Linked DNA regions of Anser cygnoides: region 1 is linked to region 2. Evidence: chromatin contacts called from public Hi-C data. All regions are on one chromosome and are shown on one strand. The core of a region is the stretch at or near the end of the contact, and the rest is flanking DNA. Distances in the headings are between cores, read along the strand shown. Region 1 overlaps SAR1B (secretion associated Ras related GTPase 1B). Region 2 holds the start of JADE2 (jade family PHD finger 2).

Region 1 (2,976 bases), core at 263-2,762, 85 kb after region 2:
AATAGAAGAGTTACTTGGCACATATAGGAGCCTTCCTTTTACTGTTCCAATTTAGCTGAACCTAGACCAAGATCCTGCTCTAGGAAAGCAGTGAGAAAATGGCGTTCAGGCATTGGGCTGGAACCAATAATCTCGGCTGAACTCAGAATCCAGCTCTGGATGCCAACACCCACGAGAGAGCTTAAAATCCGGTCCTAAATTTTGCAGCTTTTGCGTATCTCTGGTCAGAAGTCATGTGCACGAAGGAAGTGCCCCCAGCCCCGTCCCTGGGGAACGCTCCCACCAGGGATCAGCAATTTGAAGTTACTCTGCAAAACCCTGTATGGTTTCTAAGCTGAATTGCAGGGTACCGGAAGGATTTCAGAAATAAGCCTGAGAAACCCCAGCATTACCGCCAGCATGCACAGGCTGATTGGAAACACAGCTCCCACCAGTTGCTGATTTCTCCCCTTTCATAAGCACCAGCGTTTCCAAATAGAGCCCTGGGACCAGCCCACAAACAAGCTGTGGCAGAGCAGCATCAGGAATCCCACTCCAGAGAATTTTCTCCCTCTTTCCTCACCGACCAGAGGACATCTTTCAACCCAGCTAATTTTTCCCTTCCTGCATCGCAGTTTCTCTCTCGGACAAACGGTGTGTGGACTAGCCAAGGCATTGCTCCATTGCAGCTTGCTGGTGGTGGTGGCTGAGAGCTCTCTCCATTCAGTGACCAAGCATGACATAATCCCTCTGGACCACATTTTCTTCACAGGTTAAACAAGGACAAGAGCTCTCTGCATCACCAGAATGGTGAGGCAGCATTAGCATGTAGAAAGTTTTGAGATCCTGAAATGAAAAATGCATCAAAGGGTGTAAAACATTACAAATTTCTTACTCAGATGGCACACTTGCCATAAGAAATGGGGTCATAAGAAAAGCAAGGGACACATTCTTATCATTATTTTACCATAACTGCTCACCACAATTTTCTAATTCTAGTTCTGAAGCAGACAAGTGCAAAATGATTTGGAAAAAATTAACTAAGGAGAGCACATACTTAGGACTGGAGAATAGTTCCTTATGACAGAAAACAACATGCTTTCCCGTGGGCTGTGTCAAACACGAGAGGCACGTAAGCAAACAGGGTGACAAACACCTAAACTCAGGGCATCCCCACTCGATACTGTCCCACCAACAGTGCAAATCCTAGAGGTCTGCCGAAATCTAAGACAGCTATCATTTGCCTGTAAAATTGGATCTTTCTACCTATTTTAAACCTGCAAGAAAGGAAACATCATCCTTTTATGCTGTTTTCTGAGTTGAGGATTTGATTCCATGCACACCTGAACAGAAATCCTAGCAAAGGAGAGGCTGAACGGTTATTATACCCAGCTGAAGAAACCCAAACTCAGCACTAGAACATGCACTGGGTCAGAACGCTTCTTCCTGGTCATGATTAATGTAATTTGTCAAGAACTACTTGCTTAAAACTCTTTTTCTTCAAATTCCAACTCAGAATTTTATTTTCTATTCCTGATACTTACATTTCAAGCATGGCATGTGATAATAACAATAAACACCACATCAAGAACATGTTTAAGACCACTTTCTCCTTCAGCTTTTCTTCTGCAGTTTATTATATAAATTATGCTTTTAAACATTTAGAGCACTCACATTTCAAAACAGAAAATGTTTAGTTCCACACTGAAATACTAGTGCAAAAGTGGTTTATCTAAGTGCAAATAAATTACACGTCCCCACTGACAGCCAGTGGATTAGGCTGTTTTAAATACGGCTTTTAAGTCCATAACTATTGATTACATTATTTACACGAACTCTGAGCATGTTGTAGTCAATAGAAATATTGGACTTTGGTTGGTAACAACCAAATATGCTGACAGTACAAACAAGAGAGAACAAGACAGAACAATTCTACTTAAAGTAGACCTGTGAATTCACTGGGACTGGAGAACAACAATATCATTTTTCTGAGATGACTTTAGTTATAAATAAGCAGATGTCAAATGCTCTATTTGATGTTCAATTCCAATTATTAAAATACAATAAAGCCCACACACATGCAGGTATTATATTCCAGTGAATGCCACAGGTCATCTTTGGCACATCGTATGACAGTACCTGAACACTGAATACAGCATTAGATAACACGCTTCATGAAATAATCTTGGTCTGGCAAGAGGACAAATAAAACGCAAAGATCCTTCCCATTTCCAATGCCAATAATTGTTGCTAAAGAATTTATTAAACCTAGACTGAAATATAGCAATGCCTCTCAGATAAACAGTACAAACTAAAACCAAAGTTTAATTAAATCCAAGCAGAATAAATCTTATTCGACTCACAGATGCTACTGTATGGGGTCACTGCAGTGAAATATGGGCCATTTTGTCAGTACTAGTTATTAATATCTTAGAAATCTGCATTCATTTCTCTTGAAGTGGTGATGTAAAAACAAATTTGAGACACCTCATAAATAACGTCTTTATTAATGGGTTTTCTTTTTCACATTCTTTAAAGTGATGTTTAATTGAAGTCTGCATAGTCAAGAGTGCAAAAAAAATTCATAGGAGTCAGACCCAGAGGTGAACGTTGCCCCCTCCCCTCTTTTTTTTTTTTTTTTATAAGTAAGACTGGTCGCAATCATAGGAATAAGTAACCTCTAGAAATAAGTGAACGGGGAGATGTAGAGGTGGTGGGGATGAAAGCCACCAGAAAAACTCTCACCAGTATATTTTTCTATTAATAAAGTCTTCACACAAAGACACACGACACCCATTCACATTCATGTGCACAGCAGAATGTAAACTACAGAAGAAATATTTCCTCTACCGAAGGAACAGTGAGATTATTTGTGTATTTAACCGAGTGTTGTTCAGCTGTTCCCACAATGGGAACCATTACAATACCAAGACAGAAAAACAAAAGGTCCAATTTCTTCATGCCCTTATTACAACCACATTTAAACTAGCATCTCAC
Region 2 (2,950 bases), core at 400-2,899:
GTTGTTTTGCCATGTGTTGTGAGCTGCTCTGCTTGAAAGACCAGGAAGGTGATGAATTTGGGCGGGCTTATCTACAAGACCCTAGAAGGCTGCCTCACGGCAAATTTCAAGACTATTTCCAGGGGCACATAAAAATAACAATTAAAAAGGCCAGCAAGCCCAACTACAACCAAAGCAATGCTCTTCTCCTCTTGTCTTCATCCTTGGAGGAGCCAAAGGACTTTAATTTTTCAGAAAATGTCCAGCACATGATGAGATAGCAAGCTGCAGCCTAATTCATTAAAGTGTGGCAAGTGTCTGGAAAGGGGACGCCCACGGGGGAGCATCCCAGCGCCCTGGTTGTGCTGGTGGCCCTGGCTGGGAGTGGTCAGTAAGTTGGGGAACTCTTAAGAGGTGCCCTGCTTACGGGACCCAAGGGATGGTAGTGGGTTGTGACTGAGGGACCGTCTTTAAACTGAGTTTTCATCTCCCACAGCAGCGGTTTGAAACAGAGCGAGCCAACTTCTGCAACTTGACCGTCGGGGCCTCGTGGACTTTGGGAAGACGCGCATCGTACGGACCACTGCATCCCATTCATACTGCTTTTATTTAAGGAACCGTGCCTGCCTGGGCAGCCGCTGGGTTAATCCGGGGAAAATCCCTCACCGGTGGGCAGCCCTGAGCGGGCACCGGCCGTGGGGGCAGCACCCGGGGGGTCACCGCACCGGGGGGGGGGGAACCGCACCGGGGGGGGCACCGCACCGCTCCGCGGCAACTCGGCCAACTTTGGGCCGGCCGTGCCGTGCCGTGCCGTGCCGTGCCGTGCCGGCTCACGCGGGGGCTTGCAGCGGGGCCCAGCCGCTCCGCACCCCGCCCCGCACCCCGCGGAGCTCGGCCACGCGTGTCCGCGGCGCCGCGCGTGGGGCGCGCGGGTGCGCGGCGGGGGGGGGCGCGGCTCCTCTCCGCGCCGGGCCAGAACCGTCTTTTTGACGCAGGAGAAATGGCAAATTTTAAGTACGTCATTAATATGGCGCCAAAAGGCTTTTTTTTTTTTTTTTTTTTTTTTTTTTTTTAAGTATAAGCCGATTTTTTTTTAAGGTTGCAGCAGCGGCCCCGTGTACGCCTGTGCACAGCCGGGAGAGGGGGAGTGGAGCTTGGGGAAAGGGGGGGGGGGGGGGAAGAGGAGGTAAAAGAGTGCGGGGGGGGGGGGGGAAGGTTGCGGGGCCGGGCCGAGCCGAGCCGAGCCGTGCCGGCGGGACGCGTGCGGGGCTCCGGGCAGCGCCATGGGGCCCCCGCGGCCGGCGGGGGGGTGAGGAGCGGCGCGGCCCGGCCCGGGATGGGACCGGCGCTGCCCGCACCTGGAGCCGGAGCCGGGGGGAATTGAGGGGTGGGGGGGGTCGGGGGTGGGCAGGGGAAGGGGGGCTGGGGGGGGGGGGGCGCCGCCACCACCACCAGCACCAGCAGCACCACCACCGGCAGCAGCAGCCCCGCTGCTCCTCTCCGTGCCCGGCTCCCAAAGTCGCTTCCCCGCCCGCCGGAGCGCGGAGCTCCCGAGGAAGTGCGGGGCGAGAAAAAGAAACAGAAAGGGGCGGGCAGGGCCCGGCGGCGGGGCGGCCATCGCGGCGGCGGCGGCGGGGCCGGGGGTTGGGGGGGGGGGTGGGTGTGTGTGTGTGTGCGGGGAGGGGGGGGCCGCCCGCTCCCGAGGAGGGGCCCGGACGGCGCGGCCCCGCCGATGGCAGCGGCGTGAGGCGGCCGCGGGGCTCCCCCGGCCCGGGCTGCGGGAACGGCCCCGGGAACGGCCCCGGCCCCGGCCGCCGCCCCCGCCCCTCCCCGCCCGCAGCCCCGGAGCCCGGCGCGCCCGGCGGAGGAGGCGCCGCCGGCAAAGGTAAGGGGGGACTGCGGGGGGGGGGGGGGGGGGGGCGCGCTTCTTCTCCCCCCCCCTCCCCTTTTTATTTATTTATTTATTTTTTTAATTTTTATTTTTTTTTTATTATTTTCCCTCCCTCCCCTCTCCCCCTCCTTCCCCCCCCCTCCCCCGGGGGCGCGTTGCGCACGCCGGTCCCTGCCCGGTACGGGGGGGGGGGTGTGTGGGTGTGGGTGTGGGGGGGGGGAGCGGGACGGAGGGGGGGGTTGGGGGGGGGGGGGGCCGCGCACACAACTTTTGCAGCCGCTCGCCCCGCTCCGCTCCCCGAATTAATGACTGCGGCACTGCCTGCCCCGCGCCGTGCCCGCGCACCGCGGCTCCGGGAGGGCGCTGCGCGGCCCCGACCAGGCACCCCCCCCCTGCCCCCCCCCCCCCCCCCCCCAACATCCCGGGTCCCCCCCCCCCCCCCCGCCCCTTTCATCCCCGGGGGGGCGCCGGGGGCGGGCGCGGCGGCGGCGGGGGCCGTGCCCGGTGGGGCCGGGGCCCGGGGGCGTGGCGGGGCCGGCTCCATCCCGCCCGGGGCCCGGGGCCGCCCCGCTGCAGCCCCGGAGCCTTCCCCACCTGCCTCCGGCCCGCCGAGCCGTGCTGTGCCGTGCCGAGCCGTGCCGTGCTGTGCTGTGCCGTGCTGAACCGTGCCGAGCCGTGCCGTGCCATGCCGAGCCGTGCCATGCTGTGCTTTACCGTGCCGAGCCGTGCCCCCATCCCCGCTCGCTGCGACGTGGAAGTTGGGCAGCGATGCCAAGGCGGGGGAGCCGCCGGGGTGCCCGGCTCGGGGGCAGCGGGTGCGCGTACCGGGGGCAGCCGGCATCCCCGAGCATCCCCGAGCATCCCCGAGCATCCCGAGGAGGGCAGGAGGCATTTCGACATCCCCCCCCAGCTTCGCCCGGCGCTGTTTCCCTCCTCTGGTTCTGTGCCCGGCCCCTCCTGCCGCTGGGACGGTTTCGGAAGAGGGGATTCTGCCCCGGAAAAATCCGTGATCTCAGCCTTCCTCCCAGGGGTGAAGCCGGGCTCTTAGGAATGGGGTTTGACCTTTAAGCGTTTATTGGC

What was found. A called contact is a pair of places that touch in the nucleus more often than the background predicts.
Region 1: a Hi-C map of liver shows a contact between it and region 2, with 1.7 times the contacts expected there. The contact joins the enhancer-like site here to the promoter of JADE2 in region 2. A contact is called at or near these places in 3 of 7 Hi-C or Micro-C datasets (granulosa cells and liver).

The regions. Positions count from the first base shown.
Region 1 is chr14:3,214,254-3,217,229 of Taihu_goose_T2T_genome, forward strand. SAR1B (secretion associated Ras related GTPase 1B) reads right to left here. Exons shown (of 7, transcript XM_067005585.1): 7 at 1,575-2,976. Among named protein-coding and RNA genes, the nearest start is that of SAR1B, 17 kb to the right of the region's middle. Within about 2 kb of position 1,513, at least 1 of the 3 cell types and tissues checked has open chromatin away from gene starts, as enhancers often do. A contact at or near this core is called in liver, where this site is marked.
Region 2 is chr14:3,128,711-3,131,660 of Taihu_goose_T2T_genome, forward strand. JADE2 (jade family PHD finger 2) reads left to right here and starts at 1,650. Exons shown (of 12, transcript XM_067005584.1): 1 at 1,650-1,864.